Regions from separate parts of the Callithrix jacchus genome. Here regions 2 and 3 are each linked to region 1. Evidence: chromatin contacts called from public Hi-C data. All regions are on one chromosome and are shown on one strand. The core of a region is the stretch at or near the end of the contact, and the rest is flanking DNA. Distances in the headings are between cores, read along the strand shown.

Evidence for each region. A called contact is a pair of places that touch in the nucleus more often than the background predicts.
Region 2: a contact with region 1 is called in a Hi-C map of skeletal muscle, with 4 times the contacts expected there. The contact joins two enhancer-like sites. A contact is called at or near these places in 3 of 3 Hi-C or Micro-C datasets (induced pluripotent stem cells and skeletal muscle).
Region 3: a Hi-C map of induced pluripotent stem cells shows a contact between it and region 1, with 2.7 times the contacts expected there. The contact joins two enhancer-like sites. A contact is called at or near these places in 3 of 3 Hi-C or Micro-C datasets (induced pluripotent stem cells and skeletal muscle).

The regions. Positions count from the first base shown.
Region 1 is chr7:64,211,305-64,215,643 of calJac240_pri, forward strand. All of the region lies in intron 6 of AHDC1 (AT-hook DNA binding motif containing 1), which reads right to left. Among named protein-coding and RNA genes, the nearest start is that of WASF2, 55 kb to the left of the region's middle. Within about 2 kb of position 1,952, at least 3 of the 16 cell types and tissues checked have an H3K27ac peak or open chromatin away from gene starts, as enhancers often do. A contact at or near this core is called in skeletal muscle, where this site is marked.
Region 2 is chr7:64,085,946-64,090,284 of calJac240_pri, forward strand. It overlaps WASF2 (WASP family member 2), which reads right to left. Exons shown (of 10, transcript XM_078330844.1): 4 at 2,346-2,480; 5 at 1,662-1,815. Among named protein-coding and RNA genes, the nearest start is that of GPR3, 26 kb to the left of the region's middle. Within about 2 kb of position 2,071, at least 11 of the 16 cell types and tissues checked have an H3K27ac peak or open chromatin away from gene starts, as enhancers often do. A contact at or near this core is called in skeletal muscle, where this site is marked.
Region 3 is chr7:64,333,777-64,338,115 of calJac240_pri, forward strand. No RefSeq gene overlaps it. Among named protein-coding and RNA genes, the nearest start is that of IFI6, 9.5 kb to the right of the region's middle. Within about 2 kb of position 2,320, at least 5 of the 16 cell types and tissues checked have an H3K27ac peak or open chromatin away from gene starts, as enhancers often do.

The DNA.
Region 1 (4,339 bases), core at 702-3,201:
CTGAGGCAGGAGAACTGCTTGAACCCAGGGGGCGGAGCTTGCAGTGAGCCAAGATCGCGCCACTGTACTCTAGCCTAGGTGACAGAGCAAGACTACGTCTCAAAAAAAAAAAAAAATTAGACAGGCATGGTGGCATATGCTTGTAGTCCCAGCTATTTGGGAGGCTGAGGCATGAGAATCATTTGAACCCAGGAGATGGAAGTTACAGTGAGCCGAGATCGCACCACTGAACTCTAGCCTGGGTGACAAGAGCAAGACTCTATCTCAAAAAAAAAAAAAAAAAATCTTCCTATTCTACATCTAGTTCTTTGACTCAAGTTTAAAAAAACCAGAAAACCTGAAATGTCCCAGGCATGATGAGACACTGGGTGGGGGAGAGAAGGACAGTGCCCAGAGATGAATAATCGCCCTAAAGGAGCTGATGGTGTGGAGAGGAGGGCATTCCCAGGAAGGGCCGTCAGGAATGCAGAAAGGGTTAGAGATTAATTGGGCCTGAGAAAGATCCTGGAACCCTTCTTGGAGGAAGTGATGTCTGAGTGAAAGATAGGAACTGACAGGTGGGAGATGGGGTAGGAAAGGACCACCCAGGCCAGGAACAGCAAGAGCATGGGGCACGTTTGGGAGCCAGCCCTCCCAGAGCTCCCTCCTGCTTCCACGCATGCTCCCAGCTAATAAGGGTGTGTGTGTAAGGTGGGGCTAAAAAAAAAAAAGGTTGGATGCCAGGAAGGAAGCCTGGAATACCTTGAATTCTGTGCTGGGAAGTTGGGCCTTTATTTTGTAGGCAAGGAACGAGGCTGGAGAGGGAAGGATGCAGTCAGAAGGTGTAGAGCAATGGAGTTACAGGAGCAGATGTGTTTTAATCAATTCATTCAATAAATATTTTAGGGACACCAGACACCATGCATCTAAAAATGCTCAAAAAAACAAGCACTTTGGTGGCCATAATGGGGAGAACGAACTAGGGGGCTGGAGGTGGGGTGCATGCCTGGAGCAGGGAGGGGGTTGGGCCAGAGACCCTGGTGGCTGAGCTAGAGCTAAAGCCTCTGAAGTCTCAAATTTGTCAAGACCCATTTCCTGCCTCCAGGAAACTCCTGCTGCCTGCCCTGCTCACACGGTTTTAGTGGGTGGTTCCTGATCCTTCTCCTGGGAGTTTCCCAGGCCCTGCTCTAAGAGCAATGCCCATGTGGAGGTTTTTTTTTTTTTAATTATTTATTTATGTATTTATTTATTTTGAGACGGAGTCTTGTTCTGTCACCCAGGCTGGAATGCAGTGGCGTGATCTTGGTTCACTGCAACCTCCGGCTCCCAGGTTCCATCTATCCTCCTGCCTCAGCTTCCCGAGTAGCTGGGACTACAGGTGCACGCCACCGCACCTGGCTATCTTCTGTGTTTTTAGTAGAGACGGAAACTCCTGGCCTCAAGTGATCCACCTGCCTCAGCCTTCCAAAGTGCTGGGATTACAGGCATTGGCCACCAAGTCTGGCCCATGTGGAGATTTTAAATAAACACCTGTAAAAGGCTGCAGGCCCTGTGAGGCCCTGCAGGGGACTGCCTGTCTTGCTCAGTGACACCCTCAGCACTGGAAATAATGCCTGGCCCCGAGCACGTCACTAGCTCATATGTGTGAACACAGAATTCACCTACTTCCCCCAGCCTTCCAGCACAAACACAGGGCACTATGGGAGCAAAGGTTATGCTGACAAAGATGGCACAACTGCTAGGGGACAAATCATGACATATTACAGTCACAAGAAAATGTTTCATATTATTTGCAGTAGGGGAGAGGATTGGTGGGCATGACTGTGATGACAAGGTGTCTAGCTATGCTGGGTCATTTTGTCCTTGGGTCCCCCAGGAAGGACTCAGCCTAATTGCTAAAGCAAAGAACTAGGTGTTATAACAAAGCCTCCTCCAAGGACCCAAACCCACACTAGAATACAAGCTCCTTCCTAGGAGGGGTGCAGGTGAGGGAGGGCTGGCTGTGGTCCTGTAGGAAGGTCCAAGAGGCGAGGGTTAGAGGTGTGTGACTCACACAGGCTGGTCAGAGGCCCCGGAGTTCAGCCTGTGTAGGGTATTTACCTACCCATCACCAGCCATTGACTACGTGCTCACTGTGTGCCAGGGACCGGGCCAAGGGCTTCATGTGTAATCTCATTTAATTCTCACAAGAGACGCAGAGAGGTGACGTGACTCATCAGGTGACATGACTCACCAGGTCACCTAGCTGGTAAGGGATGGACTAGGTTGGAATAGATACACAGAGGCCTATCTATGTCCACAGACAGGCTCCCAGCCACCATCCTCCAGTTCCGTGGCCCTGCTCTGGGATGTGAGAAGATAAGAAAAAGGAGGGCAAGTCGGCATGGTCATGGAGAGATTATTTTCAGGAAATGAGGGCTCAGAACAAGGCCTGGCTTAAGCATGGCTGCAGGAACAGCCAGAGATAGGATCAGAGGGAGGATGGCCTCAGAGAGTGTGGGGAAGAACTTGTGCCCAGAAGAGTCAGGGCAGGACTAGCTGAGCCCCGACGTGAGGCCTCTTGCTCAGAGCCACAGGCAAGATCAAGTGACCTCTCAAGGTTTCAAGACACGAAGAGACAAAGCCCAGAGCAGCTGGGGCCTGGCCCAGGCCCGGGCATGTCTGCTGACCCTGGCTGGATGGTGGCCTTGGAAACTGCTTCCTGCTCCGGTCAGGCCCCAGCTGGCGTAACCTTGGAGGACCTGTGACATTTCTCTTGGCCTCAGGTCAGGCCTGAGAGGGATTAGGGAAGGGAGAGGGACTGGAGATTCCTGAACACCTTGGAGGGCCCTTTGTACCCTCCCACCCCTGTCCCCAGGGTCTGACAGGGTCGATCTTTAGCCCACAGGGCCCAATGTGGAGCCAGTCTGTCTGGCTCTACTTTCCATCTAGAGGCCCAGAGAAGATGTCTGCACAGGCCCAAGGCCCCTCCTTGCTTGACCTGTGCTGTCTTCTGTCCCATCAGCCACAGCTCTGAGATCAGTTGGGACCCACATTCCCCATTCTGTCTCCTCTGAGCTTTTATCTAATTCACATTGGGATGTGACCTGCCTTTGCCCACAGCTCCCTCTGCCTGGAATGCCCTTCCCCTGGTCTCCGTGTGTCCAAACCTTGCCTATTCTTTAAGGTCGAGCTCAAGTGCAGCTTCTTCCACAGAACCTCACAATCCATTTAAGATGTCAGACCCAGCAAGAGTTGTAGGGATTGTCCAATCCAACCTGTCCTTTTGCAGATGGGGAAATAGAGGTGTGGGGAGATGAGAGGCAGCCATATGGCAGAGTACCCAGGCTCAGGACGGACAGTACTGGGTGCTAATCCTGGCTCTATTGGCTAATGGATCCCCCTGGGCAAGGTTCATTCCTCAAGTCTCTCTAAGGTAGGACAGGGAAGGAGGCAGGGGGCTGTGGTTGGGAGACACACCCCACCTCGTAATCTGCTGTGAAGGATCAGTGAGGCGGTGTTACATAAAGGGCCCAGCACAAATGTCCCTTTTCTCATCAAGGGGGCAGAGGGCTGACTTCTGACCACAACACCCAGCTGCCCAGTGCAAATCTTTGTTTCTCACTGGCTCTGGGCACCTGCCACTCTCTACCAGGTGTTTTCAGGTTCTTTGTGTACCTGTTGGAACATAACAGGTACCAAATGGAGGCTGAACTGGAGGACAGGGGCCATGCCTGTCTCCCCAGTACCCAGCACTGGATGGACACACAGGGGCTCAAGTTGGGAAACTAAGGCCAATGACTGCTTTCCAGAGCCTGGCGTCAAAACTGCTCACTGCTGTTGGTGAATGAGTGTGTCCTGGTCCTCTCTGCTTAAGCCCTCTGTTGAGAGTAGCAACTCCCTCTGTGAACTCTTCTTCCTTACCACTCTCCTTCTCTGTATCTCCAACTCTTTCTCATTCCTGTGGTGATTCTGATCATTTCCTGGCACTGCAGGGTTGCTCTAGAGTCTGTGTGCCATCTTAGATAGAGAGAGGAGGCAGCCCTTCCCCGACCTGAGTCTGGGCCATCATCACTGTGTGTGTCGACCACTGCAGCTGGTCTCCCTGCTTCAACACTAGCCCTGCTCCATGGTGGCCTGGGGAATTCCAGCTGGGAACTCTTCAGTGGATCCCCGTGTGTCTGGGAATGAAGTTCAGACTCCTTCCAATGTCCCACATGATCTGGCCTCGCCTGCCTCATCCCCTCACTTAACTTTATGGCCTTCCCATAGGCAGATCCTCAAAGCTGAGCCCCTTCCTGCCTCCAGGCTTTCCACACTGCTGTTCCCTTTGCCCAGAATGCTCTTCCCACTCCCCTCCAGCTGTCCAGCCCCCTCATCC
Region 2 (4,339 bases), core at 821-3,320, 130 kb before region 1:
CAGGGTTTCACCATGTTGGCCAGGATGGTCTGTATCTCTTGACCTTGTGATCTGCCCACCTTGGCCTCCCAAAGTGCTGAAATTACAGGCATGAGCCTCGGCGCCCAGCTGTTTGTTTTCTGAGACAGAGTCTCACCTGTCGCCCAGGCTGGAGCACAGTGGCGTGATCTCGGCTCACTGTAACCTCCGCCTCCCAGATTCAAGCGATTCTCCTGCTTCAGCCTCCTGAGTATCTGGAACTACAGGCATGTGCCACCACACCCAGCTAATTTTTGTATTTTTAGTAGCAACAAGGTTTCATCATATTGGTCAGGCTGGTCTCAAACTCCTGACCTTATGATCTACCCGCCTTGGCCTCCCAAAGTGCTGGGATTACAGGCGTGAGCCACCGTGCCTGGCCACATTAATGATTTCTATATTAAATCTTCTTCTGAATTAGATATACACCAGTTATTTCTGTTAGGCCAAGTTCAGATAATTGAGAGGCCATGCTAATTCTGATACTGTATGTTAAAAAGAAAAATACCACTAACTGAAGAAAAAAATTCTATTAATATCATCTGTTTATCCAATCCTATCACAAACCCTATGTCACACTCCCTACAATATTACTAGCTGTATGACCCCTTTTTGCCCCACAACCCCTCTGCCCAAACCCAACTAGACTCAGTAATGGAGGATGCAGAGTCAAATCTCTGTCCTGCTATGCTGGTCTCTTTGAAAGCCAAGGGCAAAACATAATTTTACACAGTAAAATGAAGGACAGATGCCATGTACTTTATATCTGTGTGAGAAGGTTCCCTGAATCAGACTGGTGTTCTTGAATTTCACATGGGGATGCGCAAGTGCACGTGTGTGCGCTCTCTCTCTCTCTACCTTGTAGTGTACACATGTCTGACAGAAGACATCCGCCTCCAGCTATCTGTAATTACTTTTTACCTGCTCCAAAGATACGTATGGATGTAAGCAAGATAAATATTCGCCTTCTGCCCCTCTTCAGTGGTTTTTTGCAGGACCGCAAAACTACCAAACCACTAGAGAGGGGCTTTAAGTTGTCTATAAGGCTACCTTGTTTTTCAAGTCCAGCCACAGCAGGGTAGGTCCTTTCAGAAGGAAATGTCTAAAGGATGTTCAAAACAAAGTGAACAATGCTCATTTGGAAGAATGCCAATTACTCCTTAAGCTTTGGAAAGACCCCTCTGGGCCCAGAGCAGCCAGTCCAAGAGGCTTGCCCCACTAACACGCCCAAACATCTGGTAATCTGGTGGTTTCCAAGTAAGTGGGAGCCTTGCTAGAATGTTGCCCCTGGGATCCATGCTGTAGGACTGCCTTGTAACAAAGTCCTTTTGGTTCTATAATAACTAAATTCCTTGGATGGAATCCAAGATGGACTTGGCTTATATGAAATTAAACTTTGTAGCATGCAATGTTACAGTAAACTTTCAATATATATTATACTCACTATGCATTTCAGAAACCAAACAATAATAACTGACAAGTGTCTATGGGGTAAATTTTAGTTTCTGCCATCACAGCCAACATGGGGGTAGGCAGTATGCTTTTAAATACAAGCCTCTGATGTAAACAACCACTTCAGATAAAAAGACAATCTAGTGTTATTAACCACAGGTTGAAAAAGGGAGGAGCTAGCCAGCCATTACCTGTAAGGGGTAAGATTGTTGAGAGGGGGAGGAGTATCACAGGTATTGTATGTTTCTAAGACAGGCACTGGGAGAGAGTTTCTGTCAAAAAGTTTCTGATCTTGAATGGTGGAGCTTCTGAAGGCCTTTCGGGTGTTGATTCCTTGTAGTGACACTGAGAGAAGATGGAAGGCATTAGAAAATGGACGACAGGCTATTTGAGCAAACACTGAGTCACACCAGTCAGAGAGGCCTCAGCTGCTGCATTTCTTGGCTGCAGCTGTCTGCAGCCAGGCTTTTTTTTTTTTTTCCCTCCTGCTCGGGGAAGCCCCACAAGGCTGTCAGCAGCCCAGTCATTTCACGACTGAACAAAATGAGGCAACACAAAGGTTTACTATGTGGCCAGATCTAGCAGGCCTCTCCTTAGGAGGAATGAATCTTCCAAGTACTTTTATGGTAGCAGAATACGATTGAGGGAGGGGAAATCTGAGAAAGAAGGAATTGGGGAAATGGGAGAAAGGAATATGTGGGGGTGTGGTAGAGCTAGAAGGTTTCTTCCCACCACTCAGGCTTGTGTCATTTCAAAGCAGAACTCTATAGGTCTCTGTGATTTCTCTCCTCACTTTTTTTTTTTTAATAAATCAGGGAAAAAATTCTACAAAACTGTTCAGCAGAGCCTGCAAATGCTGAGCTCAGCTTTCATACCTTCTTCTTCCTTGGGATCCAGCTGAGTGACTTTAACTTGTAGTCGGTCAACCCTCTCAGCAAGGGAGCTTACCCGAGAGGCAAAGGTATTTGCCTGGGTAAAAAGCTCTCCAAAAATGTCCTCTGCATATTTACCTGGGAAGAGCAAAGAAACAAGTCACTAGTGCATAGAAGTAACATAAATGGTCAGAAAAACTGGCTACTAAAGATAGTATTCCCTAACTCCCAAACACATATATACATTCATACACACATACCCTAAGACGGTTTGGGCTATATGCAGATGACTGCTCTTGGAGACAGAGAAATACTCTTCATAGTTTAGGAAGTCTGCATATGCTCTATAAGTAATGGAGCGTTCTTGACAGACTGTGAACAGTCATGAAACTCAAAACAGGCCGAATAAAACTGAAAGGTCTAATGCAAAAAATTAAGCCTGGAAGAACAGATAATATTTCTACACATTTCCAGCCTGGGCAACATAATAAAGCCCCATCTCTACTAAAAATACAAAAATTAGGCAGGCGTGGTGGCAGGAGCCTATAATCCCAGCTACTAGGGAGGCTGAGGCAGGAGAATCGCTTGAACCTGGGAGGTGGAGGTTGCAGTGAGTCAAGATCCAGCCACTGCACTCCAGCCTGGGTGACAGAGTGAAACTCAAAAACAAAAACAAAACAAAACAAAAAAACTACACATTTGCCTATAGCCTTTAGCCTCTTGCTGTTCTGTAAAAGCACCTTATAAAATGGTTCTGTAAAACAGACTAGGAGTTCAGAGGACGTTCTAGGTATCTAAAATTAACATGAAAAATAAGAAATTAGTTCCTGAATGGAGCCTGAAAAGTATAGTGAACAACCATGATTCGCTGTGGTATCTTTGAGGGGTCCTGAGCTTATCAGAGATGCGCAACTTCTAAGAGGTGGAAAGATTACTTTATGTTTTATAACCTATAACTTTCTTTTCTTTTTTCTATTTTTCTTTTTGGAGACAGTTCCTCTGTGGCCTAGGCTGGAGTACAGTGGTGTGATCTTGGCTCACTGCAACCTCTGCCTCCTGGGCTCAAGAGATTCTCACATATCAGCCTCGTGAGTAGCTGGGATTACAGGTGTGCAACACCATGCCAGGCTAATTTTTGTATTTTTGGTAGAGACAGGGATTTGCCAGGTTGCTCACTTGTCTCAAACTCTTGCCTCAAGTGATCCACCCACCTTGGCCTCTCAAAGTGCTGAGATTACAGGAGTTGAGCCACCACGCCCGGGCTGTAATCTACAACTTTTAAAGTCTTTTCTCTAGGTTACAATCCTTCAAATCTATATCTCAGAAACAAAGTGAAAAGCTGAAACTTCCAAGCCCTCTATGAAAAACAACATACCAGTGGTCTCTTTCCACAATGTCTTGATTTTTAGAAAAAGAAAAGTTCCATACTTTCAACCCTGGAATGCAAGGAGAATTTGCAGCCAAAGAAACATAACAGCAATTTGACACTACCTCTATATTGTCATTCCAAGCCACAGGCACATTCTTACTAGGAATGAAAAGTGGTGCATACAAATAAATATACCATCTGAGCTTCTTCTTCTTTTTTATTTTTTGGAGACAGAGTCTCGCTCTATCCCCCAGGCCAAAGTACAGTGGCACACAATCTGAGCTCACTGCAGCCTCCTCCTTCTGGGTTCAACCAATTCTCATGCCTCAGCCTCCTGAGTAGCTGGGATTACAGGTGCTTGCCACCACACCAGGTTCATTTTTGTATTTTTAGTAGAGACAGGGTTTCACCATGTTGGCCAGGCTGGTCTTGAACTCCTGACCACAGGTGATCCACCCACCTCAGCCCCCCAAAGTGTTGGGATTATAGGTGTGAACCACTGCGCCCAACCCTACCATCTGAGCTTTCTAATTGCAAGGTGAAGGCAGGTATGAGAGACTGTGCCCAATCAAATGATAATTTTTTTTTTTGAGAATTATTTAAGGTAGGCTCAATTTTTAGCTTCAAA
Region 3 (4,339 bases), core at 1,070-3,569, 120 kb after region 1:
ATAACCAGGAGTCTAATTTGGATTGGTGCTCAGGTCCCTGGAGAAGTTACATCGAGCCGACTCCTGAAGCAACAAGTGTTCCAGGCAGAGGGAAGAGGTGGTGCAAAGGCATTGAGGTTACAGGCTGGAAGAGAAGGGAAAGGAAACTGAGTGAGATGAAGCTCTGGAGGTTTAGGGGAGCAAATTATTTAAGACCTTGGAGGCCATAGTAAGGCAATAGAATTTTCTTTTAAGTGCTATGGGCAGCCACTGGGTACTCAGTGTTTTAGAATCTTCCTACCTCTGTGTGGAAAATAGACAGGAGTGGACACAGGAATAAGAGTGGACCCAGGATGGAAGGTAGTAAGCTAGATGAGAGGGAAGCTACTGTGAGTGAGACATGAACAGACTCAATAAATAATTAGAAGATACAATCCACAGGCTGGCGGGTTGATGGATTGAATGTGGGGTGGGTGAGGCAGAGGGAGTTAAGATTAAGTCATTCATTCATTGGACAATTATTTATTGAGCCCCTCTGGATGCCAGGCACTGTTCTACAGAGGCAGACTCTCCGGGTTCAGATCTTTGTCCCATCACTTGCTAGCTGTTTGCCTCAGGGAAGTTATTTAACCTCTCTGTACCTTGATTTCTTCATCTGTAAAATGCAAATCCTAAGAACACCCAAGAGAATTATTGTAAGGATGAAAAGAGTAAATATATGTAAAACTTTGGACTTGGGTGTTTGGAGCTGGGTTCTGAGGCTGGAGACTTAGACTTGGGCACTTGAGGTTGGTGTCTTGGGCCTATTTCTTGGAGTAACCAAGGCTCCATTTCTTTACTGGCTTTATACAGAAAATTAAAAGAGTGACATGCAGTTGTTCCCACACTGTAAGACATAGGTATCAGTATAATTTTAAGCTCTCAGGTGATTCCAAGGTGCAGACAAGTTGGCAATTACTGTGATAGAGAGAAACAAGGAGGCTATTTTATTTCTCTTTCTTATTTTACTAATTTATACCCCTGTGGTATTTCAGGAAGGAGGCCATTTTAAAATAGGTGGTCAGGGAGGGCTTCTCTGAGAAGGTGACATGTGAGTGAAGAACAAAGAGTGAAGGAGCCATCATTGAAAAGTTAGGGGGGAAAGCCTTTGGGAAGGTGTCTGGCCTAGGCACCTGCATACTTAGAGGTGCTTTTGACCCAAGTGTGAAAGATTGAAGGAGAAATGGGCTTAGTTTGGTGGGTTCTGAGGATGAGTGATCATGGCTGAGTGAAGACTCCTACCCCTTCTGCAGATGAGAACCTAGAGCTACTAAAACATGTGGTTCTCTGGTAGCTATGGGTGCTGGGAGGCAAACTCTACTGGTTAATCAAGGCAGGCGGATCCCCTGAGGGCAGGAGTTCACGACCAGCCTGGCCAACATGGCAAAACCCCATCTCTACTAAACATACAAAAATTAGCTGGGCATGGTGGTGTACGCCTGTAATCCCAGCTACTCAGGAGGCTGAGGCGGGAGACTTACTTGAACCCGGGAGGTGAAGGTTGCAGTGAGCTGAGATTGCGCCATTGCATTCCAGCCTAGGTGACAGAGCAAGACTCCATCTAACAAAAAACAAAAAAAAACCCAAAAAACTAGCCACTTGTGGTGGTCCTTGCTTGTGATCCCAAAGTGGGAGGCTGAGGTGGGAGGATCACTTGAGACCAGGTCAAGGCTGCAGACTGTAGTGAGCTGTGACTGCACCACTGCACTCCAGCCTGGGCGATAGAGCAAGGCCTTGTCTCAAAAAAAAAAAAAAAAAAAAAAAAAGCTCTTTTCTGGGGCCATGCCCACACAGATAATGAACCACTGGGCACCTGCCAGCTTCTGACTCCGCACTGGACGCTTCTCTGGGAACTGGTGCTTGGAGCTGGGAAATGGGGGCTGCATATTTGAGGCCAAGTACTTGGGGCTGGACTTGGGGCTGGACTTGGGTCTGGGTTCTGAGGCTGGTGACTGGGACTTGGATACTAGGGGTAGGTGCTTGGACTTGCTTTTTGGAATAACCAAGACTCCATTTCTTTACTGGCCTCTACAGATGAGCCTGCTCCCTGACCTGACTATCCTTTCTATGGCCTCACGGCACACAGCTTCACAAGTATGACCTTCCCTTGTCTCTGCTGCTGTTCCGTGGAGGCCCAGAATGAGGGAAAGAGAAGGCTGCTCTGGGCCTCTTCATGGGGACTTCCTGGGACCCCTTTTCCTCCCCCTAAGCCAGGAAGCCCATGCTCCCTCATCTTCCACTCCTCCTCCCAGCCATCTGCTTAAAGGAAGTGGCTCCCCTGTTCTTCACAGGAAGCTACAGGCGTCCGGCCTCAGTAGCCTCCAGCTACTGTTGCCCAAGCCCTTGGCTGGCCCCAACCCCTCTTTCCAGGCAGAATCTAGTGATGCCCAGTTCCCAGCATCCCCCTCTGCTGCCCAGCCAGGAAGTGCACGTTGCGGGTTCCTCTCATTAACTTTCATCCTTGTGACTCAGATCTGGTAGTGCAGGCAGTGAGCCTGGAGGTGAGACCTGACTGCAGAGAGTCCTGAGTGCTGGGCTCGGGAGTTTGGAGATCCCCAAATTGTAGGACTGAGGACTTGAAGGGGAGAGGAGGAGGTGGGCCCTACAGGGATTCTCTGATGGACCACTCTTGTGAGCTTCAGGAGCTCCTGCTGCTGAGCAAGGGCGAGGTCTATTCATTTCCGTCTCTAGTTACCCCGGTGGGGCCAGCCCTAGGCAGGGCTGTTGGTAATTGTGGAGCGCTCTAGGATGATGAAGGCTGATGGAATCCAAGATAGGACTGTACTGCCACCTGGTGGTCATACAGGCACATAGCACCATGAAATTGTGAGAGCCCCTGCCGTGGTTCAAGAGAATGGAGGGGCCTGGAAGGCCCTCAAAGAACAAGGAAATCTCTAAAGTACTTTATTTAAGAGCAAGACACTCTTAACTGGAGCACGTGAGAAGGACATTCTAGGTCTGGACGAGAGTCCAACCCCTTCCCTTCCCCATTTTACAGACTAGGAAACCGAGGTTCAGAGAAAAGTGATGAGGACATAGGACCTCTCCATTGGCAGTCAGAGATGGTATCTATTTTTGGACTCTTTTTTTTTTTGAGGCAGAGTCTTGCTCTGTCGCCCAGGCTGGAGTGCAGTGGCGCGATCTCGGCTCACTGCAACCTCCACCTCCTGGGTTCAAGCGATTCTCCTGCCTCCACCTCCCAGGTAGCTGGGACTTCAGGCACACGCCACCATGCTCAGCTAATTTTCATATTTTTAGTAGAGGCAGAGTGGAGACTAGCCCTGCTAGTTTCTAGTTACCCTCATTTCTGACCAAACATGGCATCTCCCCGCACTGTCACCCACTTTAGTCACCAAAGTTGGCACTACAGAGTGGCTTTTGGCTGCTTCCAAAAATAAAATTCATCCTCAGAAAGCCAGGATCTGACAGGGCTGAGAGGACTCAGAAGCATGTGCTTCAGGCTCAGCAGATGTTTTAGAGGAGGAAGCTCTGGAGACCATGATATCTAACACCCCCACCCCTAGTTTTGAAAACAAGGAAGCAGTCCGGGCATAGTGGCTCATGCCTGTAATCCCTGCACTTTGGGAGGCTGAGGTGGGCCAATCACTTGAGTTCAGGAGACCAGCCTGGCCAATAAGGTAAAACCCCGTCTCTACTAAAGATACAAAAAATTATCTGGGCATGGTGGCACACACCTATAATCTAGCTACTCGGCAGGCTGAGACAGGATAATTGCTTGAACCTGGGAGGCAGAGGTTGCAGTGAGCCGAGATCACACCACTGCCCTTCAGCCTGGGCAACAGAGCAAGATTCTTTGTCTCAAACAACAACAACAAACAACAAAAACCCAAAAAGCAAGAAGACTGGGACCTCAAGAGAGTACATAGCTTGTCTGAGGTGACTCATCCCTGAAACTGGGCCGAGATTCAGCTCTGTGCCTCTATGAAGGCCGTTGCCAGGGAGGCATTCAGTCCGGGTGCAGTGGCTCATGCCTGTAATCCCAGCACTTTGGGAGTGAAGCTCAGGTGGATTGTCTGAGGTCAGGTATTCAAAACCAACCTGGCCAACATGGTGAAACCCCTTCCCTACTAAAACTACAAAAATTAGCTGAGGGTGGTGGCAGGTGCCTGTAATACCAGCTACTTGAGAGGCTGAGGCAGGAGAATCACCTGAACCCGGAAGGCAGAGGCTGCAGTGAGCCAAGATTGTGCCACTGCACTCCAGCCTGGACAACAGAGTGAGACTCTGTCTCAAGAAAAAATAAATAAATAAATAAAAGCGCATTGAGCACCTCTCGCCTTGCAATGTTGAATTCTGGTGT